Regions from separate parts of the Mus musculus genome. Here region 2 is linked to region 1. The links are chromatin contacts, called in public promoter capture Hi-C maps. All regions are on one chromosome and are shown on one strand. Each heading gives the region's core, a stretch centred on a gene start, on an enhancer-like site or on the middle of the called end of the contact. The rest is flanking DNA. Distances are from core to core; before and after follow the strand shown.

What was found. Promoter capture Hi-C pulls out the DNA fragments that hold promoters and counts their contacts.
Region 2: a promoter capture Hi-C map of embryonic stem cells shows a contact between it and region 1, with 2.2 times the contacts expected there. The contact joins the promoter of Rgp1 here to the promoter of Dcaf12 in region 1. A contact is called at or near these places in 2 of 39 promoter capture datasets (embryonic stem cells and pre-B cells) and 1 of 9 other capture datasets (adipose tissue).

Annotation. Positions count from the first base shown.
Region 1 is chr4:41,313,279-41,316,948 of GRCm38.p6, forward strand. Dcaf12 (DDB1 and CUL4 associated factor 12) reads right to left here and starts at 1,623. Exons shown (of 9, transcript NM_026893.3): 1 at 1,210-1,623; 2 at 1-187. The coding sequence starts at 1,287. Gm46891 (predicted gene, 46891) reads left to right here and starts at 1,064. Exons shown (of 2, transcript NR_168697.1): 1 at 1,064-3,624.
Region 2 is chr4:43,577,013-43,580,373 of GRCm38.p6, forward strand. Rgp1 (RAB6A GEF compex partner 1) reads left to right here and starts at 1,723. Exons shown (of 9, transcript NM_172866.3): 1 at 1,723-1,991; 2 at 2,363-2,497; 3 at 2,875-3,011; 4 at 3,284-3,361. The coding sequence starts at 2,382. It overlaps Gba2 (glucosidase beta 2), which reads right to left and starts at 1,852. Exons shown (of 17, transcript NM_172692.3): 1 at 1,004-1,852. The coding sequence starts at 1,335.

The DNA of each region.
Region 1 (3,670 bases), core at 373-2,872:
GGGTCCCGAGGTGAAATTCTCTCTCCTTGAGGAGACTGGGAAGCTGTTGTGCTGCATAACCATGTAACAGGCGAGAGTAGCTGGTCTCATTCTGGAGCCTGACTTCGCGGTTCTTCAGGTAGTACACTAGGGATCTCTTCACTGGGGGGAGTCTTTTCCTTTTGTGCAGCGAATGATCCCAGCCAAACTGTGAAAGCCAACATCAGAAATCAGGGGTTTGGCCACTTTTCCTTCAGACAAGAAGTCTGACCGTTTTATAAAAGAACCAACACGAATTCGTCCTTCGGGATTTACACAATCAAACATTTAACAGAAGATTTGTAATCCAGAAAGTACAGTTTAACTCGGCTAGCACTGAAATAAGGCTCTCATAATGAAGACTACTTAGAAAATGGATAAACAGGGCAAAAAAAAGTTAACTAAACCTTTGAGGAAAGTGGAGGGCTCAGAAATAACATATACCCAGGTGTCCTTGATAGTTACGAAATGAAGTCCATATTACAGAACCCACCTGGGCTGCACTTCTACCCAGCCCCCTTCTCCCTCTCCGCCTGTGCACCCCGTAGAGCATAAAGAGTATAGCTCAAAGAGCCAGACTGGGGTCTCGGATCTTCCAGGGATGTACAGTCAATGGCCGCTCATCTGACTCCGCGCGACTTGCGCTGCGGGCAGTTTTAGAATTCGAAAAATCAAATACCAACGGGGTAACCTGCGTCGGAATCCCAAGTCCAAGAGGCCTTCCTCTCCAAAGGGGGCAATATAGAGATGACACCTGGTGTTTCTTCTAGATGTCTAAAGAGCCAAAGGGGCCTGCACCCAGTTTAGGAGATGGTTTCCTTGATAAGAGACCATCGGCCCTTATTCCTAGTGCCACTGGAAGGTCCACTTCAATCTCCTTCCCAGTAACTTCGGAAGGTCGGTCTTACTTCCGATTCCCCTTGTCTTCATTTTCTCCTCCCTCCAGGAACGAGGAGGTCCTGAAGCTCTCTATCCCTAGCTGCTGACTTCCAGCGGAAGGCGTCATTTTGTAGTTTTCTTTTGGCTCCTCACCCTTCCGGCCCGCCTGCTCGCCAGTACACTGCAGAAGGACCGGTCACTGCTCTACAGTCCCGGCTCCGGTTCTCGTCCCGCCCTGGCCCCAGGTTCCTGAACCCAGCTGGAACGCCCTAAGCCCCTGCTAGGTGATGACCCAGACCTGTGAGCCCTCACCTGCGGGCCCTGAGCGTCGCTCCCGGCTCCTGGCGAGGCAGACGCTTTCCGCTTCCTGCTAACTGCTTTCCGGGCCATAGTGGGCAGCGCCGCCGTGGCCCCGCAGCCACATGAGGCGGAGAAGGCAAGGGGCGGCAGGGCGACGGGTCATGAACCGGGCCCTGGGGCCGCGCGCTTTCGAGCGCCCGGCCCGGAAAATGGCTCGGATCCCGGGCAGCAGTCGATCAAAATGAGGCGCGTAAATGGAAGAAGGGAAAATCCGGGTTGGGAAAGGGGAAGGGGAAGGGAAGGGGAAGGAAAAGCAGGAACAAGCAGCTTTCCTACCGCCGTGTCTGGAAAGGACGGCGAGCGGCGAGAACCAAAACACCCCCCTCCCACTCGCCCGCGCCCCGTCACTCCTGCGCAGCCGCACATAGCAGCACGTCGCCACGGAGACACCGCCCAGACCAGCAGGGCGGGACTTAAGCGCAGCAAGGAGAATTGATGTCCTCGGAGAACTTCCGCTTGCCTCTTGCCAATGGCGGTTAAGCTGTGGCCAAAGGAATCCAGCCTTCTGTCGGGACATTTCCGACCTCAGCCAGCTCATCCTCTGGCATGCGGAAGTAAGCATGAGCTGCCTGGCTGCGGGACCAATCTTGAACCTGTAACCATCATGGTAGGATTAAAGATATTCTAGACACCCTGATTGCCAGATTGCAATCAGACTATTAAAACACTGGACTCTAAGAAATTGCAGTTTTCCTGGGAGAAGGAAAGGACAAGGGCACAGATGCCAGCCAATAGAGGAACTTGACTCCAGGAAAGATAGATCACAGTTGGGAAAACTTGTCAGACTACCTTCCCAGAGAAACTGGGCGAACAGATGATGGATGCGACCACACCTTGCCGACGACTGCTTACTTAAGCATAGCTGTTGCCTTTAAGCCTAAACAAACCACACGTCAGCCCCTAAGATGGACTAGGATAAGAGAATGTCCCGTCGTTGTTCTTTCCAATGAGACCGAGTTAACACCTTTCTTCAAGTTTCCCCTTACACTTTGTCTTTTAGTTGGCCTGTTGAGAATGAGTTAAGGCTGCTAGGGCCCAGGTTCTGACCCTTCCTTATACCTCAGAAGACGTTTCTTAATCCTGTAACTAGTAGCCTCACATTTAGCACTTTCCCCCAACATTCTCACAAACTGTCAATGGGCACAAAAGATTAGACACTTTAAGGAAGGCAGAGAACCCCACATCACACTCCTTCAAGATGGATTCAGGGTAGGAAGGCAGCAGTATGGTCAGATTTTTGCCACATCAAAGTACCAGAGCTAACGCAGGCTGCCTCACATGCCTGTTGGCACAGGTCTCCCCACACATACGGAGTCCCCAGATTCCATTCTCCACTTCTTTACTCTCCAGCTCCCTGTCTATTTTGACTCCTGTCTAAACCTCAAGTCACTTTTCCCCTTCTTTTATTTATTCCTTTTCTTTCTTTCCTTTTTTTTTTGAGACAGGGTTTCAGTGTATAGTCTTGGCTGGTCTGGAACGCAGCATGTTATATAAATCAATCTGGCCTCAAAAGTTATAGAGCTCCACATGCCTCTGCCTCCCCAGAGCTGAGTTAAAGGTGTGTGCAACCACATCTAATAAGTCACTTTCTTTCATAAAATGCCACCCTTTTTAGGTCTGCAAGGTCAAAGTCACACTGTCCTTGTGCTTCAGCAAATAGACCCATCGCTGTAATTCATGCCATTGCCTGCCTTTCTCTCGGAGCCCAGCCTTGATCTCCATTAAGGAGTGAAATCTTGAACCACAGAAAAGAGAGTGGTCATTTTTGGCATGTCCGGTTTGGACTGGCACCAGTCACCAAACAAAGCGGGATCACCCTTGCCTCCATTTTCCGAAGATCCTGAAGGAATGTGAGTGCCAGCTTCCACTTTCCTCAGGCAAAGAAACCCTTGGAGGAAGCAGGATGTTCTTGCTTGAGACTGACTGGCCTCAGGCTGTGGTGCCCAGTTACCTGCTGGTCCCTTCAGCTTCAGGCCTCATACCTCCAGGGAACTGTGTTGGCCCATCTGCCGTTCTGCCTACAAGAAGATTTGATTTGTTTTCCAGGTTGAAATGATGTGCCACCACCCCAGATCAGCACTGCAACTAACCCCTAATACTACCTTGGGAGAGGCAGCCCCATCTTTCCTGATTAGGCTTGTGTCTTCGGAGATTAACACATTGTGAGCGGGCAGGACTGTGGCAGCCCTCCCTTTCTGAGTCTGTTCTGGTTCTGTCTTGCCTCACAATGCTCTAGATGACCCAGTCGTTCACTGGACAAGAGTTTGGAACCCTTTGAGGATCTCCAGGCTCAGGCTGAGTGGGGCTGGACTCCTGGCATCCTCAGTCCATGTCAGGACACACAGGACACTGGTGCAGCTTCATTCTGTAAGTTGTCCTGCACACTGACATCCCAGGATTATCCTCAGATCCA
Region 2 (3,361 bases), core at 473-2,972, 2.3 Mb after region 1:
GAAGTGACTCAGAATGATGCTCTCTGTCTGTCTGTCTGCCTGTTCCTGTTCATCGGAATGCTCCTTCATCACTAGTCCTTGAACTCAGTGGGGAATCCAGAAGCTTCTGTAGAACCTGCCCTGCAGTGTTTGTAACCTCTGGGATATGAGGAAACGCTGGAAGACCAGCAAAGCACTGCTGGCTAAAGTCATCTGAAGAGGTCTGGGGAGGCATCTCCGTGGTAGAAGGCATGCTCTCTACTTCCGGGCTTCATCCCTAGCTCTCCCCACTTGTTACCGGAGGATGCTTTCACTGTGATGTTCAAGTATGCCCTGAACTCTTAGGCTCAAATTATCCTCCTGTCTCAGCCTCCCAAGTAGGTGGCACTCTAGGACTCTGCCCAATCCCAACTTCGCTTTTATTTTTGGTATGGAAGCCATCTGTCACAGAACAGAGTGAACTTCTCACCCTCTCTTTAGGGTTGACAACAGCCAAGATCAACTATTCCAGGAATCAGAGCTTGAGGATAGAGACATAAGAATTCTGGGACTGAAGAAGCATGCGCTTAAATAAGGTACACAGAAGGTGTCAGCTGCCAGGGTAATGCAGCCTAAAGAACCTCCTCTTCCAAAAAATAAAACACTGTATCAAGCACAGCAGAGACTGGCGTTCTCCTACCGTGTTACAAATTATAGCTAATCTCAAAGGGACGCCTGGGAAAGAGGAAGTGCATGGTGGGGGTGGGGGTGGGGGGAAGGGGGACCAGCAGTTAAATAGGAAAGACTGACTTCAGGACTAAATGCTCCGAGAAGACAAGATGCTAGGAAAAGAGGGATGAAGGAAAAACAAAATGTTCTTCAGTTCCACCCTCAAAAACTGCAGGGCTAAAGAATGCAGGGGATATGGTATACCTGGCTGGAATAGAACTAGGAGCCCAGCAGCTTGCCCACCTTTCCAACCTAGGCAGGGAGCCTGAATGGGATCATAGGAACCACGGCGTTCTAGGCAACGGAATCCACTCACCTCAAGCCCATACCGAGGTGCTTTACCAAATTACTGAGAGAGATGTTGTTAGCTTGAAAAGGTCTCCTCTTCTCTGCAAACTCGTGAGCCAAGCAGATCCGCCAGCCAAAAGGAGGCACCTGGTAGCCCCTAGCTTTACCCTCGTAGGAGGCCATCAGCTGCCCAGAGTCCTCTGAATTGCAGTAGCTTGGTTCATCCTGGGGTCCACTATCCTCGGGGCTCCCGCAGTCTGTAACCCGCACAGCCTCAGTGCCGCCAGTATCTTCACAATAAACTTGGGAATCTCTTTCGGCACAGCCGACCTGCTCTGAGGCCGGGACGCAGGTTACCATGTTCACTGGATCCTGGGTCCTCACGACCCCGGTGGCCTCGGTTCCCTCTGACAGGTTTCTGACGTTTCAAAACGCTGATGCCAGTTGCAGTTAGGTGCAGTCCGGGAGGGCCCGATGCTGGGGAAAGCCGTGGGACGTTGGTATCTGGGTAAAGTCAGAGAGCTCCTGCTGCTGCAGCAGCGGCTACAGCAACAAAGTCGCCACGGCCTCTCCCTGGGTCGCGTCTCTAGATCCTAGGCGGGAAGGGTTGGGCCTTGTTGTCATTGGGCCGCGGTGATTAGCACGCCCGGCCGAGGGCCGACCAGCTCCACGGACGGGGGCGGTGCCGCGGTACCTGCCCGCAAAGCACCGCCTCTGGGACCCGCCCAGGAGCTCCCGGCGACCTTCGGCCCCGCCCCGGGCTGCGGCTCCAGCGGCTCCAGGGCTGGGTACCGGGTCCCTGCAGCCAGGATCCCCCGCGCCCACGCTCAGGTGCCACCGCTGGGAAGGTGACCCGCAGACCCGGGACCACCGGATCCCTTTCCGGCCGGAAGCACCCCGCAAGTCGGACCGGAAGGGGCGCCTCAACCCTGAAATGTGACAAAGGAAGTCCCGCCTCTGCCGCGCGACAGACTCCGCGGATGCCACCGAGCTCCGAGCCGGTCTCGCAGGGGCGGGTAGGTGAGGACCTCCATGCGTAAGAATCTGAGTTTGGAGACGCGCGGCGATGTCCTGGGCTAGGACGTGGAGCCTCGAGGGAAGCGGGGACAGAGGCAGGCCTGGGAGGCGGCGCAAGGGGCCTAACCCTGGGCGCAAGGAGGTCTGGAGCTAAAGCGACGCCCTCCCGCAGGCAGTTCGGAGTCAGTTTCCGCCACCCCACCAGCTCCTTAAACCCCAGTGCTTCCCACCCTCACTGAAACTTGAAAAAAAAAAAAAAAACAACCCACTTCTTGCCCCCCTCGGACTCAGGTCTAGACTTAAGCCTAGGTCTTAAACACTCCTTCCTTCATTTCCCCGTACTGACTTCTGGCACTCTGTTTCCTTCTAGATTTGGTTCCGGAGCTGCCATGATCGAAGTGGTAGCTGAGCTGAGCAGAGGTCCTGTGTTTCTGGCGGGGGAGGCTCTGGAATGTGTGGTGACTGTCACTAATCCCCTTCCCCCGACCGCCACTTCTGCATCCAGGTGGGGATGCTGGTATTGGAGGTGGTGGCCCTTCCGGGAGGAAGCCTGGTATCGCTCGTTCTAATTAGAGCTTTGGTTGTTCAGTAACTACACTAGCATCAATCACCACCTTCTTGCTCATTGTAATGAAGGGCTTTTAAACAAATATGTGGATGGCAGGACCCCTTACTCTCCTTTGCTCCTCCTCCCGGTATCACTCCTTTTTGAGTTCAATGTACTTGATGTTGTTGTGTAATGGTTTTATTTCAGGGGTTCTGGATTCCCTGGTCACTAAGATAGTCATCTAACCTTGGTGATCTTGGTCAGACAGTTTTCTAGAGAAAGTATTGGTGAAGTCAAGAACTAGGTTCCCATACCTTCGTTTCCCTTTTCCACAGTGAGGCTCTGGCCTGGGCCAGTGCCCAGATCCACTGCCAGTTCCATGCCAGCGAGAGTCGAGTAGCACTGCCACCCCCTGACTCTAGTCAGCCGGACGTCCAGCCTGACAGCCAGACTGTCTTTCTGCCACACCGAGGTTAGAGAGAGAGAGAGAGAGAGAGAGAGAGAGTGTGTGTTTGTCATGGAGGGAGGGGAAGTTATTGTCACCCCAGGGTAAAGTTAAGTTGTTCTTGTATGACATGGTCACCAACACATCAGTGGTGGAAGGGAAGGTAGCTTGATTTGGGACTATAAGACTTACCTTATTACAACAGAAAGAATTGGCGGCTTCCCCTGCCTCCACTTGCTGTGTGACCCTGGTTGGCAATGGACAATGGAGTCCATTGAAGTCTTTTTGACTTTTCATAGGTGAGAGGGGCCAGTGTATCCTTTCTACTCCACCCAAAATTCTGTTTTGTGACCTGAGGCTAGACCCTGGAGAGTCCA